2 separate regions of the Sus scrofa genome follow, and region 1 is linked to region 2. A link is a contact called in public HiChIP or PLAC-seq data. All regions are on one chromosome and are shown on one strand. The core of a region is the stretch at or near the end of the contact, and the rest is flanking DNA. Distances in the headings are between cores, read along the strand shown. Region 1 overlaps RTN2 (reticulon 2). Region 2 holds the start of ERCC1 (ERCC excision repair 1, endonuclease non-catalytic subunit).

Evidence for each region. HiChIP or PLAC-seq counts read pairs in DNA pulled down with a chosen protein or histone mark.
Region 1: an H3K27ac HiChIP or PLAC-seq map of alveolar macrophages shows a contact between it and region 2. The contact joins the enhancer-like site here to the promoter of ERCC1 in region 2. A contact is called at or near these places in 2 of 5 promoter capture datasets (fetal liver and fetal skeletal muscle), 33 of 47 Hi-C or Micro-C datasets (adipose tissue, alveolar macrophages, blood and 16 more) and 2 of 2 datasets of contacts at active chromatin or transcription factors (alveolar macrophages and skeletal muscle).

What each region holds. Positions count from the first base shown.
Region 1 is chr6:51,852,962-51,858,495 of Sscrofa11.1, reverse strand. It overlaps RTN2 (reticulon 2), which reads left to right. Exons shown (of 10, transcript NM_001129960.1): 6 at 59-197; 7 at 335-404; 8 at 530-576; 9 at 1,812-1,870; 10 at 2,155-2,652. The coding sequence ends at 2,236. It also overlaps the pseudogene LOC110261356. Among named protein-coding and RNA genes, the nearest start is that of RTN2, 9.0 kb to the left of the region's middle. Within about 2 kb of position 2,480, at least 69 of the 83 cell types and tissues checked have an H3K27ac peak or open chromatin away from gene starts, as enhancers often do. A contact at or near this core is called in adipose tissue, alveolar macrophages, brain and 8 more, where this site is marked.
Region 2 is chr6:51,796,465-51,801,960 of Sscrofa11.1, reverse strand. ERCC1 (ERCC excision repair 1, endonuclease non-catalytic subunit) reads left to right here and starts at 3,403. Exons shown (of 9, transcript NM_001159309.1): 1 at 3,403-3,653; 2 at 5,379-5,496. The coding sequence starts at 3,561.

The sequences.
Region 1 (5,534 bases), core at 1,231-3,730, 57 kb before region 2:
CCCTGGGCCTGGGCCCCTGCCACCCACTGGGACACGGCACACACCTTTGTTCTCTCAGGGCCTACCTGGATGTGGACCTGACCCTGACTCGGGAGCAGACAGAACGCCTGTCCCAGCAGATTGCCTCCCGTGTGGTCGTGGCGGCCACGCAGCTGCGGCATTTCCTCCTGGTCGAAGACCTTGTGGACTCCCTCAAGGTGCCCCGAAGCCCCCCGCCCTCCTGGCTCCCAACTTCCACCTCCCTGCCCCTGGGGGGGAGGAGGGCCATGGCTGGGTACGTTCCCAGCCTGGGTAGCACCCTTGAGGCTCTGCCGACCTTGACCCTCTCCCTCAGCTGGCCCTTCTCTTCTACATCTTGACTTTCGTGGGTGCCGTCTTCAATGGTTTGACTCTTCTCATTCTGGGTGAGCTGGGAAGGCTGTGGGGGTGGGGTGGGGAGGTGGGTCGCTGGGGTTTGGTGGGGGACAGAGCTCTGCATGGACCCATTCATCTCCCGGGAGAACCCTGACCCCCATCTCTGTTCCCGCAGGAGTGATCGGTTTATTCACAGTCCCTCTGCTGTACCGGCAGCACCAGGTGAGTGCGACAGGCACTCAGGTGGCGCTAGTCCCGCCAAACACGGGTGATCTGACTGCCCCCGGCCCCGCCCCCCTGCCAGGGTCCATGACAAATGTCCCAGCCAGAGACAGGAGGACCAGCTGGTGCTCCCACCCCGCCACAGCCAGGGTCTGACTGACACATGCCCTGGCGGGGCACAGGTGGTCTACCCACTGCCCCTCCTCCCTGCAGCTAGAGTCTTTAATGTGTCGCCACAGCCAGAGACAGCCATTTCGATTGGTGTCCCATGACAGCCAGGATCTGAGTGACACACCCCAGCCCAAAGCAGGTGGCTGAACCGATGCTCCTCCCCAGCCACGATCCAAGGTCTGACTTGACATGTCCTAGCTACAGACAGGCAGCCTGACTGGTGTCTTCTGTCCCTGACACTCAGGCTAGCCTGCAGTCAGTGGGCAGATGAATGCCTTCTCCTCATACCCTGATAGCCCCTGTTGCCCCTCATACTACCCCCAGAGACTGACAAACACATATTCCATTTGCAGACAGACAGACAGACTGATGTCATCTATCCCTACACATAGTCTGGGTTTGACTGACACCCTTCCCAGCCAATCAGGATGCCCTGACTCCCTGAAACTGCGAGGGACTGACATCTCAGTTAAATCAGGTGGGATGTCTGCTACCCAGATCACTGACAGAACCAGGGCCAACTGACATGTATTCTATTCAGAGATGGGCAGATGGACTGACATTCCATTTTTGACATTCTCTAGCACAGCTGAGAGCCAAATGCTGCCCGTCCCTGCCAGGGAGATAGTCCTTACTAACTCCTTCAGGTGCTGGAATCAGCAAGACTCACAAAATCAAGTAATAGTGTGAATCAAACTAGTATTTAAACCAATCCACTCAGCGACTCGACAACCAACACTCATGCCCTCTACTCTCCCACTGCCCCTAAACACACCCACACATACACGCACACACAACCCACTCAAAATTAGCAACAGTGCCCAGGACACAAACTCGCTAGCAAATTCTCGTGCCATCACTTCCCACACAGAGCGTGGTCCCATCTGACTTGACACTTCAACTTGAACTTCTGACTTCCAAGCGTACCTTATTAGGTCTCAAGGTGGCAGAGTGGGCCACTCCCCCCAGCTCCTGATGTGGGGATTGGGGAGGAAGCAGCTTCCTTAATGAATTAGGGAGAACCCCCTCCATTCTCTCCCTTCACCCTTTCTTGGTCTCCCCAGGCCCAGATTGACCAGTATGTGGGATTGGTGACCAATCAGTTGAGCCACATCAAAGCTAAGTAAGGGCATGTGGTGGAGAAGGATGGGTGGGGAATGGGGAAACTTGAGAACGCTTTCCCCAGGCGCCCCTACCTCCCACCCCACCCCATATTGCCTGACCCTAAATCTCCTAAGGCAGATTATCTCCTTCAAGAAACGTCAGTGTCAGTTCCATCGGAGACCAGTAGGTGGAGGGCAGGGGCTGGCTTGGGTACTCTGTTCCTCCATCCTGTTTTGCGCTTAGTCCTCTGATACTTCTCCGGTCTCTTGCCACACCCCTTGACTCCACCTGTTTCTCCTCCAGGATCCGAGCTAAGATCCCAGGGACCGGAGCCCTTGCCTCGGCAGCAGCCGCAGTCTCCGGATCCAAAGCCAAAGCCGAATGAAAAGGGTGTCTCTGCCTGCGGGACGCCTGCCCCCACCCCCTTTAGCCCTCTGCCCCCTCCGTGTCCCTTCTATCCCCACCCTCTCCCCGCCTCAGCCCGAGCCGTTTCCCGGTGGGTGCCAGGATCCCTCACACCAGGGAGTTTGCGCAACTTGCCTGAGCGGCCAGGACTACATTTCCCAAGAGGCTCTGCTCTAGGAGTCCAGGAAAGGCGAGGCATCTTGGCCGCGGGGCCTACTGGGGCTTGTAGTTGCCTAGATAGGGCGCCCGCCCCGCACTTCTGTGACCTCGCCGCTGGAGGCGCAGTGAGGGGTTGGTGTCTCCTGGGCACCACTAGCCCTGACGCTGGGGCTTTGCATGGGGCCCAGGGGAGGCCTGAGCTTGGATTTACACTGTAATAAAGACTTCTGTGGAAAACCCAAGGCTTCCTGTGCTTCCAGCCCCCTCTGGCTTTCACCTTCCTGCACTGAAAAGCACCTGAGGGATACTCGAGGAACTCTCTACATCTCTGCGGAAGAAGAAACTTCCCCTCTGCCATGAGACATGGCCGACCCCAGGGCTAGCCAAGCCTTGACAGCCTCTTACCCTTCCTGAGTGCCAGGCAGACATCACGAGTCGATCCCCACGCTCTGCCTGCTGTGCAGCCATCTCACCTGAGTCCCAGACCCATGTATCCAGCTGCCTTCTAGACCACTGCTCTGGCAAACATATCCAAACGCTTCCCTGGTCCCACCTGATTTCCAACTCAGGGACGTCCCCTCTTGCCCACGTTGTCACGTGGCCAGGGACCTGGGTATGGCCCTCCTTGGACTCCTACTCCCTCACCCCCCACATCTAATCTGTCAGGAAGCCATGTCCCTTCTCTCTCTCTAACTTTTCCCGTCACTCACTTCTCTCCGTTCCACCTGCCTTGGGAATAAGCACAGGGCTTCAGATTCCAAAACTAAATGGGGAGAAGGAGGCAGGAGACTGGTGTCTAAAGCCCTGCAGACCTGGATCTGGATCAGCTTCGCTACTTTTTGGCTGCATGACCTTGAGCAAGGGACCTCACCTCTTGAAGCCTCATGGAAAGTTGTTGACATAAGCTACTTACATGTAAAGCCCTTGTCACAGGGCCTCAGCGCTGAATAAACATCCAGTAAACAGAAGTGGCTCTTGTCAGCTGTGATATTGCCCAAACCTCAGTCCTTTCCTCATGACCTCGATGATCTTTATATCACCTGTTCTGCTATTTACCTAATTTTTTCCTTTAAATTTTTTTATTAAAAAAAAAAAAAAAAAAAAAGGAGTTCCTGTTGTGGCTCAGTGGTAACAAACCCAACTAATATCCACGAGGTTGCAGGTTCCATCCTTGGCCTTGCTCAGTGGGTTAAAGATCCAGCTTTGCCGTGAGCTGTGATGTAGGTCGCCAGACGCAGCTCAGATCTGGCCTTGCTGTGGTTGTGGTGTAGGCCGGCGGCTGCAGCTCTGACTTGACCCCCTAGCCTGGGAACTCCCATATGCTGCAGGTGTGGCCCTAAAAAAAAAAAAAAAGTCCTTCCAAATAAATATATAGCAACATTTCCTAAAGAGTCTTTTTTTTTTTTTTTTTTTTTTGCGGGAGTGGGGAGGGGGGCCCTGTGCCTGTGGCATGAGGAAGTTCCTTGACCAGGGCTCAAACGTGCACCACAATGACCCAAGGCACTGCAGTGACAATGCCAGATCCTTAACCCAGTACACCACAAAAGATCTCCTCCTAAGATTCTTTTATTCACACTCTCCATAGGACAGTGTCCATTTGTCCATATCAAAGGATAGAGAAAGAGGGACTGGCTGAGATTTGGGTCCACGAAGGGCAGGGCTTCCCCCCCGGGACACAGGAAACAGGTTGGAGATGGAAATGGCCTTTATTGTGTAACTCCCGGTTGCCTGGCACCATGCTGGGCTTTTAATTTAATTTTATTTTATTTTATTTATCTTTACTGCCGTACTTTTAATTGCTCACAATGATGAGTTGCTGGGGCCTAATGTTCTCAAATGACAGTAAAAAAGCAAAATTTGTTGTCCCTTCTCAAAGAATTGAGAGTTGTGTACAAAAGCCTTCCATAAATTAAAAAGATGAGTACATTCACAGGTATGAATGCCTTTTCCAGTTCAAGGCAAGTAGAAACCCACGGTGTTCTGGTGGGAAAACTTTGGGTAAGAGAGGAAAGCAGGTCCCATTGGACCTTCCCAACCCTGTCGGACCCAACAAGACAGAAATGACAACCAGTTCAAACTCTTGCCAGCTTCTAGAGAAATCCTGAAATAGGCAGCTTTTACATATTAATACCCTGCACAGATCAAGAGACTCGTGGTCTACCAGATTCTCATCCCATCAACAGACTTCTCTTCAGTAACCACCTTCTCACCTCAGCCGTGAAACGGCAGAGCTGCATGTAATTGGGGATTTAGATCAAAGATATGCACAGGGGAGTTCCCGTCGTGGGGAATCCCATAGGAACCATGAGGTTGCGGGTTCGATCCCTGGCCTTGCTCAGTGGGTTGTGGTGTAGGTCGCAGACTTGCCTCGGTTCTGGTGTTGCTGTGGCTGTGGTGTAGGCTGGCAGCTGTAACTCCTATTTCAACCCCTGGCATGGGAACCTCCATATGCAACCAGTGTGGCCCTAACCAGCAAAAATAAAATAAAGAAAAAAATTTTTAATTTTAATTAAAAAAAAGATATGCACAGGGTATTAAACATATACCAAGGGAAGAATTAACTTGAATACAAGGTCAAAATCAGCCACAATCCAGTGCTGATATCAGATACAAACATCAGGGACAAAATTTCCTTTCACAGGCTTATCCCAGTCTCAGGAGGTGAGGAAGAGGTGAATTCACTCGCAGCAAATGCTACGGATCTGCTTTTGGTCGGTTTAGAAGCATTTTTGGTGGACAACGGGGGGGGGGGGGGGTGGCCAGCTAGTCATTCTTCTGCTTGCTGATCCACATCAGCTGGAAGGTGGACAGTGAGGCCAGGATGGAGCCCCTTCCACACTGAGTCCTCCCGCTCCAGAGGAAGTCATGATCTTGACCTTCATCGTGCTGAGGGCCGGAGCCCTGATCTCCCTCTGCATCCTGTCGGCGATGCCGGGGTATATGGAGGTCCCCCCGGACAGCATCACCACGTTAGCACACAGGTCCTTCTGGATGGCGACGTCCTCTAGGCAATGCCGTTGAAGGTCGTCTCGTGCTTGCTACCCAACTCCAGACCCGGGAAGGCGGGACACCGGAAGCGCGCCTGGCGGCGGCAGCGGCAGGTAGCTGGGTGGGTTGAT
Region 2 (5,496 bases), core at 2,154-4,653:
ACTAGCCAAGGAATGCCTGAGGCTACCAGAAGCTGGGAGAGATGCCTGGAACAGATCCTTCCCTAGTGCTTCAGAGGACGAATTGCCCTGCCAGCACCTTGAATTTGGACTTCTAGCCTCCAGAACTGTGAGATGATAAATTTCTGCGCTTAAACCATGCAAGTTTTGGTACTTCATTACAGGAGTCCTAGGAAACTAATGCCATGAACCAATTATATAAATAAGAATTAATTACAAAAAAATAATTTGCAATAGTCCCCTAACAAAAGCCAAAATCAGGAGTTCCTGTCATAGCTCAGATGTTAATGAACCTAACTAGCATCCATGAGGACGCGGGTTCAATCCCTGGCCTTGCTCAGTGGGTTAAGGATCTGGCGTTGCTGTGAGCTGTGGCATAGGACAGCAGCTGTAGCTCTGACTCGACCCCTAGCCTGGTAACCTCCATATGCTGCGGGTGCAGCCCTAAAAAGCAAAAAACCAAAAAAACCAAAAAAGGCAACCCCCCCAAAAAGCCAAAATCAGAGGAGTGATGGAAACAATGTGCTCATGGATATGAAAATGTGTCGATTTCCTGTTTTTTTTTTAATTAAAAAAATTTTTTTTGGTCTTTTTGTCTTTTCTAGGGCCACTCACTCGACATATGGAGGTTCCCAGGCTAGGGGTCTAATCAGAGCTATAGCTGCCAGCCTATGCCACAGCCGCAGCAACGCAGGATCCGAGCCGTGTCTGCAACCTACACCACAGCTCACGGCAACGCCAGATCCTTAACCCACTGAGCAAGGCCAGGGATCAAACCTGCAACCTCATGGTTCCTAGTCAGATTCATTAACCACTGAGCCACGACGGGAACTCAAATTTTAAAAATTTTTATTTATTTATTTATTTATTTGTCTTTTTGCCTTTTCTGGGGCCGCTCCTGTGGCATATGGAGGTTCCCAGGCTAGGGGTCTAATCAGAGCTGTAGCCGCCGGCCTACGCCACAGCCACAGCAACTCGGGATTTGAGCTGCGTCTGTGACCCACGCTACACCTCATGTCAACGCGGGATCCTTAACCCACTGAGCAAGGCCAGGGTTCCTAGTCGGATTCGTTAACCACCGAGCCAGGATGGGAACTCCTCAATTTCCTTGTAATTAATCCATCAGTTCAGTGCAATTCCAATCTTGGGCCCAATAGGATTTTTCAGAGAACTAGAAAAGCAGCTGCTAAAATCCATCTGGAAGAGAAAATGGACAAGAATGGTAAAGACAGATTTGAAACTGAACAGAGGTGGGGGGGTCTTGCCTTGTTGATATCAAAATACATCTAAATAAAGTAATTAAACAGTTTGGCATGGAGGCAAGGCACAGATGCAGAGATCAATGGAACATGATAGAAACAGCAGAGATAGATCTGTGTGTATGTGGGAATTTGGCTCATGATAAAGGTGGAATCTCAAAATTGGGAGCAGAACTGACTCTTAAAATAAATAGTATTGGGGAAGTTCCTTGGTGGCCTAGCGGTTAAAGGATGTGGTGTTGTCTTTCCTGTGTGGGTTTGATCCCTGGCCCAAGCTTCTGCTTGCCATAGGCAAGACCAAAAATAAAATAAAATAGAATAGAATAAACTAAAAGGCTCATATGGATTAAAGATAGAAACAAAATCAAAACTAGTAAAGTATTAAAAGTAATAATTGACTTTATTTATGAACTTGAGGTATGCAGAGTCTCTTAAACACACCAAAAGTGAGTCAGGATGGAAGAGATTGATAAATAGGTGCAAATAAACACTAAGAACTTCTTTTTTTGCTTTTTAGGGCCGCACCCTGCAGCATATGAAGCTTCCCAGGCTGGGAGTCGAATCAGAGCTACAGCTGCTGGCTTCCGCCACAGCCACAGCAACGCTGGATCTGAGCCTTGTCTGCGACCTACACCACAGCTCACAGCAACGCTAGATCCTTAACCCACTGAGCGAGGCCAGGGATCGAACCTGTGTCCTCATGAATGCGAGTCAGATTTGTTAACCACCGAGTCCCGATGGGAACTCTCAACACTAAGAACTTCTGTGTGACAAAGATAAATTATAAAATGCAAACCATAAGGATGCATTTGGAACATATGTAACTAACAATTAGAATTGGAATCTGTAAAGTACTCCTACAAATGAACAGTAATAAAAAAGGCATAAAACCCCATGAAAAAAATGGGCAAAGGATATGAGCAAGCAACTCACAGAAAACAAAGTGTTTAAGACCAATAAACTCACAAAAAAGTGTTCTCTCTTCTTAGTAATGAGAGAGTTGCTAGTTAGAACAGCGTGATACTATCCTTTCAGGAAATGACTAATACTAACTCATCAACCAGGTCTCTGCCCAGATGTCCTTTCCTCTAGGAAGCTCTTCCTGGCGTTCTGGCTGGGTTACGTGACCCCCTCGCCACCTCCTCCCTGGCCCTCTGGGGTCTCCTATCTCAGCCCTGCCCACCCTGGTTTGTCGCGGTTTGGGAACAGGTCTGCCCCTAAAAATGCGTTGTAAGCTCCAGGAGGGCAGAGCGGAGCTAACGTTATGATGGGTCACCGATGTGTCGCTAGCACTGCCTCACACATGGCTGGGAACAGGAAGGCCCTCCAGGAATATGTGTGGAATAAGGGAATGAATGAAGGGGGAAACAGGTCAAGTCAATGACAAAGCTGGGATTCAAACCCAAGTCTGTCCTGAGAGAGGAACCTAGTGTGGTTGATAGCCCGCCATCTCTTCTTCGCTAAGCCCTGTCCAGAGTCCGGGCACACAAGAAGCGTTCAATAAGGGCACTGAAAGCAAACTGCTTGGCATCGAGAGATGCTCAGACCCAGAGGCAGTGGGCTCTCTCCAACCCCAAACTCAGCAGTCCTCCAAAACCATAGAGAGCTGCGCGGGGAACGCCCCTCTCGATGCTCTCACCCTTAGGGGAACGTTGGGAGTTGGCTGGAGGGCTAGAGAGGCCGGAAGTGCAGCGAGCCCGGGGCCGCGCTGGCCGCGCCGGCGGTGGGACGCCTCGATCTCCCTCCAGTCTTCCCAATGCTCAGGGCCTAGGAGGTGAGTCCTCGGGGTGCTGCGACCACAGGACTGGGGCTAGAGGTGCGGCGGGTGGAGATAGCCTGTGGCGAGTGGCAGCCGCAGAAGCCAATCAGCCGTTTCAGTGGCTGAGTGATGGAGGAGATGGGGCGAGGGGAGGGCATCCAGGTGCGAGCCTTGAGGGGGCAGGGCGGTCGGAGGGTCGGGGACAGTGTGGTCGCACCTGGCAAACGGAAGGCGGAGAACCGTGAGGGCGGGGCGAATAAAAAAGTAGGGGCTCTGAGGCGCGAGGCAAACGGAAAGAGAGGCTCCGTAAGGGGCGGGGCGAGCCGGAGGTGGTGGGTGGATCGATGGGGCGGGGCCTTCGAGATACTGCGCGCAAGGTGTCTGGAGCTGGACCGTATGGACTCCTGGGATTTCGGAGTGGGGATGGCTGTGACTGGGTGTTCCTCCCGGGGTGATGGGAATGCCGATCTCGTACTTGCTGCCGATGCTACGCCTTCATTTTCAGACCCCAGAAGGACCTTGCGATGGACGAAGAGGGAGGCCAGAAGCCGGCTGCCTCACCCACAAGGAAGAAATTCGTCATACCACTGGACGAGGATGAAGTCCCTCCTCCTGGGGTAGGACTAGGAGATGAAGGGACTGCTAGGAGGCTTGGAGGGGGGCGGTCTGCGGAGAAAGGGGGACAGGATGGGGCCTTTGGGACCACAGTGTGGGTTAGAAAGTGTTGGGGCCTGGGTCACCTTGAGAAAACAGTCCTTTGCCCTCTGCAAGTCTCATTTTCTCTACCTGTAAAATGTCATGGTCAGGAGCGCTAAGGCAGAGGCCACAAACTGGCAGCTGGGCAATAGTCCTGCGATATGGTTTATGCAGCCAGCACCCTGGTTCTGCAAGGCATGAATTCATTGCTGATATTTAAGAATTGGAGGAGTTCCTGTCGTGGCTCAGTGGTTAGCGAATCCGACTAGGAACCATGAGGTTGTGGGTTTGATCCCTAGCCTTGCTCTGTGTGTTAAGGATCTGACGCTGCCATGAGCTGTGGTGTAGAGGTTGCAGACGTGGCTCGGATCCCGCGTTGCTGTGGCTGTGGTGTAGGCTGGCAGCTATAGCTCCGATTCGCCCCCTAGCCTGGGAACCTCCATATGCCACCGGAGTGGCCCTAGAAATGGCAAAAAGACAAAAAAAAAAAAAAAAAAAAAGAATTGGAAGGTTCGGAGTTCCCGCTGTGGCGCAGGGGGTTAAGAACAGGACGGCAGCAGCTAGGGTCGTTTTGGAGGTGCGGGTTGGATCCCAGACTGGATGCAGTGGGTGAAAGGAATTTCGCATTACTGCAGCTTTGGCTCAGATTCAGTCCCTGGCCTGGAAACTTCCATATAAAGTGGCTGCGGCCATTAAAAAAAAAAAAAAGAATAATTGAAAGTTTTTTTTTTTTAAAGTCTGCACCTTTGAGGAGTTCCTGTTGTGGCGCAGTGGAAATGAATCCGATTAGGAACCATGAGGTTGCAGGTTTGATCCCTGGCCTCACTCAGTGGGTTAAGGATCCCACGTTGCTGTGAGCTGTGGTGTAGGTCACAAATGCGGCTCAGATCTGGTGTTGCTGTGTCTGTGGTGTAGGCCAGCAGCAACAGCTTCGGTTCGACCTCTAGCCTGGGAACCTCCATATGCAGCGGGTGTGGCCCTAAAAAGACAAAAGACAAAAAATAAAATAAAAAAAGTAAAGTCTGGACCTTTGACCTCTTTTGGTAAATAAAGGATCTCATTCCCACAGCTAAGTACTGGCTGCTACCTATGTGCAATAAAGAAAAAGAAGGTAGGCTAAGGATATAGGGTGTGATGGGGAGAAGAGCTACCTTGAAACAGTCAAGGGAGGGCTTCTTGGAGGAGATGATGCCTGTGCAGGGATGTGCAAGAGATAAGAGAATGAGCTATGTGACGTCAGAGGGGAGAGGGAACAGCCAGTGCAAAGGCCCTGAGGTCAGAGAGAACCTGATAAGTTGTAGGGCTGCAAGGAGGCAGTGGGGCTGGAGTAGAGAAAGCCAGGGAGAAGAGGTAGCCAGGCATGAGATCCCTGAGGCAAGGGGGCAGGGACAGATCTTTAAGAGTCTCGAGGGCTGTGGTGACAGCTTTGGTTTTGCTCTGAGGCAGGAGCCACTTAAGGGCTCTGAGCAGAGGAGGGACGTGATATGACTCTGTGGGGAGCAGGCTGTGGGGGGAAAGGGCAGAGGCTGGGAGCTGATTCGGAGGGACTGCAGTGGTCCAAAGGAGAGAAGATGGTGGCTGGGACCCGGGTAGATGCCGAAGAGGTGGGGAGATTTTTGTGTGTCCTCTCGCATTTCTTCCCACAGGCCAAGCCCTTATTCAAATGCACACGGAGCCTGCCCACCGTGGAGACCCCACCCCAGCCGGCCCCGCAGACCTATGCTGAGTACGCCATCTCAGGACCTCCAGGAGGGGCTGGAGCCA